Linked DNA regions of Sus scrofa: region 2 is linked to region 1. Evidence: chromatin contacts called from public Hi-C data. All regions are on one chromosome and are shown on one strand. The core of a region is the stretch at or near the end of the contact, and the rest is flanking DNA. Distances in the headings are between cores, read along the strand shown. Region 1 holds the start of ZNF70 (zinc finger protein 70). Region 2 holds the start of YPEL1 (protein yippee-like 1).

Region 1 (4,298 bases), core at 692-3,191:
TTCCCAGGTCAGGGGTCAAATTGGAGCTACAGTTGCCCCCGCACAGCAATGCCAGATCTGAGCTGCATCTGCAACCTACACCATAGCTCACGGCAAAGCCAGATCCTTAACCCACTGAGCAGAACCCTGGATCGAACCCCCATCCTCATGGATACCAGTCAGGTTTGTTACCACTGAGCCACAATGTGAATGCTAGGAAATGTTCTAAATCTCGGTCTAGGTAGAAGCTGCAGGGATATGTATACATTACATATAATCATCAAGCCATACGTTTTAAGATGTGTGCCCTTTACTGTGTAAGCTACATCTCAATGAAAAGCAGCCACCTGCTATAACTGCACATGTGGATTTCCAGGCTTCTGTTCTCAGAAGACCCTGTGGGGCCAGGGCTCTGACATTTGGGAAGATAGGGTCTGGCCGCTGGTCCCCAGCACCGCCCCTCCTAGCCTGTCAGTGGGCTGATTTGCATGCCCTGTTGAGGTCCAGTGGCCTCCCCTGTGTGCCCTGAAGCACCTGGAGCCTCCCAACTCAAGGACTCCTACCTGCCTCCCAGCCTCCAGCTATGGCCTGCTGGCACCTGGCCCTCCTTCTGATTGGGGTCCTCCTGGAAGGTAAGCCCCTCCTGGTCCTAACTCACCTGGGGGGTGGGGGGAGTGGGAGATGGCACATTGGCTTTAGAAGCCCTCTGCTAGGAAGCAAATCCATGTGGGCAGTGAGTAGGGTTCTGGAAGGGGCAGGGGGAACGGGGGGAGGGAACTGACTACAGATGGCTCTGTCCTAGAACTGTGGTGGGTCACTTTGGGTGGGCCTCAGTTTCCCCACTGGTGAATGATCAGATGGCTAGGGTCCCCAGACTCTGGGGTCTCAGAGACCAGTCACCTTTTGAGTTTTTCAGAAGGAAATCTAGTGTGAGCTGTTCCCTACCCCACACGGACAAGAGGCTTCTTGGGGGTGGTCAGTCTGTAGCCGGGGTTTGGAAGAGCCAGTGTGATCAAAGCTATAGGGGACTGCAGAACAAGGGATGAGGCTGGGCAGCAGAAGGACCCAGAGGCCACCAGTCCCACCCTCTGAGATCTGAATCCTAAACTGAACATGGATCCTTGGGAACATGGCACTAATGGGGGCCTAGGGGTTGCCAATTCTGTGCCCCACCCAGTGTTGATCCCATGGCACCGGGCCGTGAGTTTTGGAATCAGATTCTCCTGGAGTCTGACCAGGGCTTTGTGGGGCAGGGGCAGGAGGGAAGGGCCCAGGCCGGGTCTGAGTGTGTCTGTCTTTCTTAGTCTCCCAGCCGGCCCTGGCCCAGCGGAACTCACTGCTGGTCTTCCCAGGCCAAGTGGCCCAACTCTTGTGCATGCTCAGCCCCCGTCATGCCACCGTTGGGGACTACGGCGTGTCTTGGTATCAGCAGCGGGCAGGGAGTGCCCCCCGCTTGCTCCTCTACTACCGCTCAGAGGAGGACCACCACCGGCCCCCTGACATCCCTGATCGCTTCTCAGCAGCCGCGGATGCCGCCCATAACTCCTGCATCCTGACCATCAGCCCTGTGCAGCCTGAGGATGACGCCGATTATTACTGCTTCGTAGGCATCAAATCATAGGGGGGGATGTGGGATGAGTGCCTCCCATCTGCCTTCTGCTTCTTTCCTGACCCTGGGACCCTATCTTTCCCTGAGCCTTGATTTTCCTCTTCTGTAAAATGGGATAACAATATTCAACATGTCAAAAATAACTATTCAAAAAAAAACAAAAACAAAAACAAAAAACTATTCATGAGATCCTTGCTGAAAAAGTGACTGTGGTTGGTCTGGGAGTATGGGGTAGGGATTCTGGGGGTTGTTGCAGAAGAGGAAGCATCTAAGACCCCTGGGGTGGTGCCCAGCATCCCCACAGGCCCCAGGGGGCTCAGGCTGGTGGCTCTTGCCTTTCTGTGACTGGAAGAGCTGGAGTGAGAGAAAAAGGAACCAGCCCTTGCAGGTCCTGGCTCTGCATGGCTGCTTGTGGTCCAACGCTCACAGGGTGACTGGACTGGGTCCTGTCGATTTAAAAAACATGCACAACCTAAAAGTTGAGAGTTCAGTTTTATTTGGGGCTAAATGAGGACTATAGTCAGACAGGCAGCATTTCAGATAGCTCTGAGAAACTGCTCCAAAGAGGCGAGGGGGAAGGTCAGTATATGTGTGATTTTGGTGAAGGGGGAGGTACATGCAATCAAGCACGCGTTTTACAGAAGGTCGCTGCTGGTCTCCTGAAGGTTATTATTGCTAGTCACGAGGAGCAGATGTCACCACGAAGAATTTTAGTGCTTTTCTAGATACGAGGAGATGCAAAAACTGGGCTCATAAAGTCTGAAAATATCTAACTATCTGAAGGTTTGTTCTACTAGTTTTCTCAGAGCACGTAGTGCCTCCCTCCTGATCACCCTGGGCTTCTCTCAGAGGGGTGTTGAGGGTCCGCAGCTGCAGTGGCTCATGATTCAGTCTGTAGAAGTAAACGGCAAATGCCAGTTTCCAGTCTACAGTCCCCATTGAGCCCAGGCTCCCAGCTTAGGCGAGGTAGCCCCTACCTATGCCTGGGTGGGGCTGGGAGGCGGTGTGAGTCGAGGGTGGGGGGCACTCAGAGGCACCTGAGGGCCAGGATGGAACGTGCTGAAGGCCGGTGGGCAGATGGCAGGGGCCCTCCACTGGGACCGTGTGTTCTAGCGGTTTCCTGTGATAGGGCCCTGGCCCCTAGGGAGGCTCTCCCTCAGCGGGCAGTCTGCACCTGAGCACTGGTGGGCGGGGAGGGTGAAAGGGGCAAGTCTTGCCATCAGAAGCAGAACTGAGCTCTGGGAGTGGGTGGGGGCGGAAGAACACACCCCTCTTCCCTCCCCATTCTCCTAAGAGGCGCCGCCTGAACGGAGATCATCCCTCAGATGCACTGAGTTAAGGTCTCGGGGGTCCAGAGAGGGTCCCGCCTAGGCTCCCAGCCATCTCCTGGACTCTCACCGGGTCCTTCTCATCTGTCTCTGTGGGTACGGGGTGGGCTGGCAGGAACAGGACTCCCCACGAAAGGAGGATGAACCCCAGCAGGACCCCGGCCCTGTGCGAGGTGACGGGCTCCGCAGCCCTGGGACGCCTGCCCTTCTTCCGGGGACACCAGGCGCCCCAAGGCCTCTGGCCGGCCCCACCGCCAGGGCAGGTGCCTGGGAGCCGGCTGCCCCTCCCGGCCTATTTCCTCCCCTGCGTTCCCGCCAAGGGCTGCCCAGCCTGGAGGTGCCGGGAAGCCGCCCGGAGCCCCCGCGCTGCGGCGAACCGTCCCGGCGCGCTACGCGGTGGGACCAGCGAGACGCGGGCCTCCGCGATGCCTAGAGCGGTCCCGGAAGTGCCGCGGGCAGGGGCGGGGCTCGGGCGCTCGGGCCGCCGCGGGTTTAGAGTCAGCAGCCGCAGCCGAGCGAGGCCACGGCCGCGGGCAGGAGCTGCTCGGGTGCGGCCCCGCCCCGCCCGCCCGCGGCCCCGCCCCCGCCAGGTGAGCGGCCCCGCCCCGGCCAGGTGAGCGTACCCGCCCGGGCCCAGGTGAGTGGCTCTGCGGCAGCCAGTGTAACCACCTGTCCCTCCGATGGCGCGAGTGTGGGCGGCTCCCGCAGGTGGAAGCAGGTGCGGGTCCGCGGCCGCTCGCGGGCCCCCAGCCAGGAGGCCCTGAGGGGCCCAAGGGTCGGCTGGGTGCCCAGGCCCTGGGGGGGTCCTCGGAGCATGGGGGCTAAGGCAGGAGCAGCAGGAGAAGGCCCAAGAGAGGTGGAAAGCGTGGGGTTCCAGACCTTTGGATTTTCGGTCCAAAAATATTTAAAACATCATTGGGCACAGATCAAGTATCGCCAACTTTTCCAACACTTCGTAGACTTGAGCGTGTAGCTGGTCCATAGAGGAATGGACAGCCCCCAGGGAGGGAGACCAGAAACACCAGGGTTTAACAGGTGGTGGAGGGAGACTGGCAATCCCCGGGTACCAAGAAAAGGAGGGATCAGAAGGCATGAAAATTAGGAGGGAAGCAACTTTCAGAAAGCAAGAGACTAAAGTGGGGCATGGGAAGGGGGGCGTGGGCTGTGCAGCAAGCTCAAAACCTTCAGTCCAGGTAGGTAGGATGGGTTAGTGAAAGGTGGGCCCATATTGTCACATCTTCCAGTTTTTCATGAGGAAACCTACTGAGCTTTAAACATTGGCAGAGAAGGCAAACAAGAAAAGCCTAACTGAGAGCCAAACGCAACGTGTCTGTGGCAGAATCCCCAGGCTGCCAATTTGCAGTCTCTAAAATGAAGGGTTT
Region 2 (4,186 bases), core at 559-3,058, 260 kb after region 1:
CTTTGATTCTAAGGGAGAACTGTGTCTCCAAGAAGGAAGGTAGGAACCATAATGCAAAGAATAACGGCAAATTGGGAGTTCCCTGATGGCTCAGTAGGTTAAAGATCTGGCACTGTCACTGCTGTGGCTCTGATCACTGCAGTGGTGCCATTTCAATCCCTGGCCAGGGAACTTCTGCACATCTTGGGAAAAAAAATATCTGCAAAAACAGAAAAAAGCAGGATACAAAATTATATAAACTATGGCTCACATCAAAACGAGGATTTCTTTTTTCAAGAAAGGAGTGGCTGAGAAAATATATTTGCAATGGAAAACCAACTAAATGTTAAGGAGTTCCTGTCGTGGTGCAGCGGAAAGGAATCCGACTAGGAACCATGAGGTTGTGGGTTCCATCCCTGGCCTCGCTCAGTGGGTTAATGATCTGGCATTGCTGTGGTGGTGTAGGCCGGCAGCTGTAGCTCTGATTAGACCCCTTGCCTGGGAACCTTCATATGCCGTGGGTGCTGCCCTTAAAAAAAAAAAAGAAAGAAAAGAAAAAAGAGTTCTTGTCGTGGCACAGTGGTTAACGAATCCAACTAGGAACCATGAGGTTGCGGATTCGATTCCTGGCCTTGCTCAGTGGGTGAAGGATCCGGCGTTGCGGTGAGCTCTGGTGTAGGTCGCAGACGCAGCTCGGATCCCGCGTTGCTGTGGCTGTGGCTGTGGCCGGCAGCTACAGCTCCAATTGGACCCCTAGCCTGGGATCCTCCATATGCCGCGGGAAGCGGTCCTAGAAAAGGCAAAAAAAAAAAAAAAAAAAAAAAAAATCAACTAAAAGTTAATATTTAAAACAATCTAAGGAATTCTGAAATTCAGAAGAAAAAAGAAACTCAGTTGGAAATTGAAGGAGACCTGAAAGGCTTAATAGTTAATGAAGAGATGCTGACACTCCTTTGAGGAACCAGCTTCAAGACCCTGTGCGGCGGGCTTGTGGAAACATAGCCGCTCTCTAACAGTGAATCAGAGCTCACCCAAGCCACCGAGAGCCGTGCAGATACATTGTATCCTAAAAAGGAAAGAAGCTTCAAGGGTGCTACCATGTAAAAAATGGTATCTACACTGTGACCTCGACGGTGCGCGATGGTGGTGCTGACGACGTGATTTAAACACCAATCTAGGGAGAAAGGCTTTGGGACCCACACGAAGACCGCCAGGGAGGCCTGGGGGACGGAGTGCGGTTAAGGGGCAGACGGAGCTGCCGGGCCAAGGGCTTCCCGTCAGGCCAGGTGCGCAATCCGAGGCGCTCAAGTCCAGCGGCTCCGAGCGAACTAGAGGGGGTCTGGGCAGGCGACGCGGAGGACTCGCTCCGGGATGGGGTGGCCAAGGGGTCCGGCCAGGAAGCCCCACTCGCGCCCCAGGTTCCCAGTCCTCTCGGCCAACGCACGAATGTCGGGAAAAGCGGGTGACCGGGGCCTTTCCGGGGTGCGAAGTCCCCACCGCCCGAGACCCGTGCAGGCGGATCGCCCAACCCAAGGCAATCCGCGCCGGCGCGCTGAGCTCCTCATTGAGCCCGCCCCACCAGGCCCCACCCCGCGCCCCTCGACCCTCACAGGCTGGGTCCGAGGACGCGCTCCGCCGGCAGGCCAATGGGAGCGCGGCGCGCCCCGGCGCACGTGCGCCCCGCCCCGCCCTGCAGAGGGCTAGCGGGCCGAGCTACAGGAGGAGGCGCGCCGGGGCGGGGCCGGGGCTGGGCTGCGGCGGGGCCGGGCGCTGATTGGCCGGTGCCGCGCTCCGAGGCCGTTAACGGCGGCGCGGCGGGGCCGCAGCTCCAAAACAAAGGGCAGGCGGCCCGCGGGCGGCGGCGGCGGGGATGTCTCGCGCGCGGCCCAGGCGCCAACCGCCGCAGCGCGTCCCGGGCCGCGCCGGGCCCTCCGGAGAGCCGCGCCCGCGCTGAGCGAGGCCGTGCCGATGGGCGCTGCGGGCCGGGGCGCGGACCGGCGGGCGGCCGTGAGTAGGGCGGGCCGGGGGTGCTCACCGGGCGTCGTTGGGCTGGTTGGAGGGCGGCGGGACCGGGAGCGTCTCCCCCGTTCTCTCTCCCCCTGACCCGGAGAAGGGATGGAAGGAGCTCCGCGCCCGATGGTAATAGGCTTTTCCCTCTAGAAAAAGGTCTCGACTGGGGAGGGAAATGAGGACAAAAGAGGCCTCCCGGCGAGTTCATGGCAAAGGGGGCGTTTCGAGTTCCCCACGTGAAGGTCGAGGCCGAAGTGAAACGCTCGCCTTCGTCCACCACTTGTGGCACCACCAGGGCTCTGTGGGTGCGAAGCTTGCACAGCCTAAGCTCCCCAAAACCGTGGTCCCTCCCCCGGGCCTGCCTCCTGCGGGCGCTGGAGCTCTAGGGAGGGAAGATGGGACGATGCCTCAGAGGAATCAGTGTCCCCGCCCCCGAGCTTTTTCTGTTCGGTTGCATTTTTTCTTCCTTTCTCGCCGCGAAACACACCCCTCAACCTGTTGTTTCCTTTACCAGGAATGGTACTCTTTCTACCTTCCAGTCCCTCTTTCTGCTAAACTACCTGAGCTTACCTCCTCTGGGGATCAGTTTCAGGTGTGTCACCTGCGCACGCTCCAGCCTCCCCCCTGCTCTAGGAGATGTGGCAGGAGTCTGCTCCATCCCCGTGTGGAGTTTTGTAATCCTTCCCTGCTTCCCCAAGCCCTGGCCGTGGGCTTTGGTCTGAGGGGTGCTAATTCTGAGCCTTTGGGCACCCCCTACCCACCGCCCTCCCCTTGCATCCCACGGAGCTAGAGTTATTCCACGGTGGGAACCCCTCATCCAGGACCTGGGGAATCCATGTCTTACCGCAGCTGTAGCACAGGGCCTGGCCTGATTGGGCAAATGATCTTAATTACCAATCTGATTAATAGTCTCTGATTTTTTATTTATTGGAGTATAGTTGACTTACTGTATTGCTATATTAGTTTCAGGTGTACAGTAAAGTGAATCAGATATTTAAATTTATTTTAGTCTTTTTTTAGGGCCACACCCCTGGCATATGGAGGTTCCCAGGCTAGGGGTCCAATCGGATCTGTAGCCGCCAGCCTATACCACAGCCACAGCGACGCGGGATTGGAGCGGCTTCTGACACCTACACTACAGCTCAAGGCAACGCCGGATCCTCAACTCACTGAGCAAGGCCAGGGGTCAAACCCATGTCCTCATGAATGATAGGTTCATTAACTGCTGAGCCACAAAGGGAACTCAGATATATCAATTTAGATATTCATTCTTTGTCCCCATAGTTTTTCTGACTTTAAATATTGGTTTTGTTTGTTTTTTTATTTCTTGGGCCGCTCCCGCGGCATGCGGAGGTGAGGTTCCCAGGCTAGGGGTCGAATCGGAGCTATAGCTGCTGGCCTACGCCAGAGCCACAGCAACGCAGGATCCGAGCCAAGTCTATAACCTACACCACAGGTCACGGCAACGCCGGATCCTTAACCCACTGAGCAAGGGCAGGGATCGAACCCGCAACCTCATGGTTCCTAGTCGGATTCGTTAACCACTGAGCCACGACGGGACTCCTTTAAATATTGTTTTGGAATAACTTTTGATCTAGATGAAAGTGGCAAAGATAGTACAGATAGTCCCAACGTTCCCCACACCCAGTGTCCCCATTGTGACTGCCCCACATTGCCATGGTGTGTTTGCCAAAACTAAAAACTGATAAAGATACATTCTTTAAACTCCAAGCAATATTTTTTCCACTTTTGAAGAACTAAAATTTATAAAACTCTTTATATTGAGAGCCGTGTTCCTGTCTGTCTGATTCCTACCTCCTCCACTAGGTTCCATCAGAACCCTCTGTCAGGGGGACAGTGGTGGGGGTGGAGGGAGCAAGGGACTTGTCATGGTGGTTTCAGTGTCTTTCTCTCCCTGGAAGACTGATGAGTGGAAAATAGTTTCAAAGGTACAGAAGCAGAAATCTTGCTTTAAAACCATTCATCTTTAACACTCTTCATTTGAGAATCACTTGGTTTTAACTCTTTAGAAAGTATTTAGATTTGCTAATCAGTGAAACCTCCAGGGAGTGAATGGAAATTTTGACAAGAGAATTGAGGGGAGGATGGAGAAAGTTCTGGGTTCTGGGGAAAGCAGTGTGAGTGGGATTCCGGAGAGAAGTCGAGAGGACGAGGTCCAGTTGACTGCTGGGTGACA

Evidence for each region. A called contact is a pair of places that touch in the nucleus more often than the background predicts.
Region 2: a contact with region 1 is called in a Hi-C map of embryonic fibroblasts, with 3 times the contacts expected there. The contact joins the promoter of YPEL1 here to the promoter of ZNF70 in region 1. A contact is called at or near these places in 1 of 5 promoter capture datasets (fetal skeletal muscle) and 2 of 47 Hi-C or Micro-C datasets (both in embryonic fibroblasts).

Annotation. Positions count from the first base shown.
Region 1 is chr14:49,927,795-49,932,092 of Sscrofa11.1, forward strand. ZNF70 (zinc finger protein 70) reads left to right here and starts at 1,942. Exons shown (of 2, transcript XM_013983166.2): 1 at 1,942-3,529. VPREB3 (pre-B lymphocyte protein 3) reads left to right here. Exons shown (of 2, transcript XM_001929470.5): 1 at 1-611; 2 at 1,284-1,768. The coding sequence starts at 563. The coding sequence ends at 1,600.
Region 2 is chr14:50,188,833-50,193,018 of Sscrofa11.1, forward strand. YPEL1 (protein yippee-like 1) reads left to right here and starts at 1,809. Exons shown (of 5, transcript XM_003132989.4): 1 at 1,809-1,986.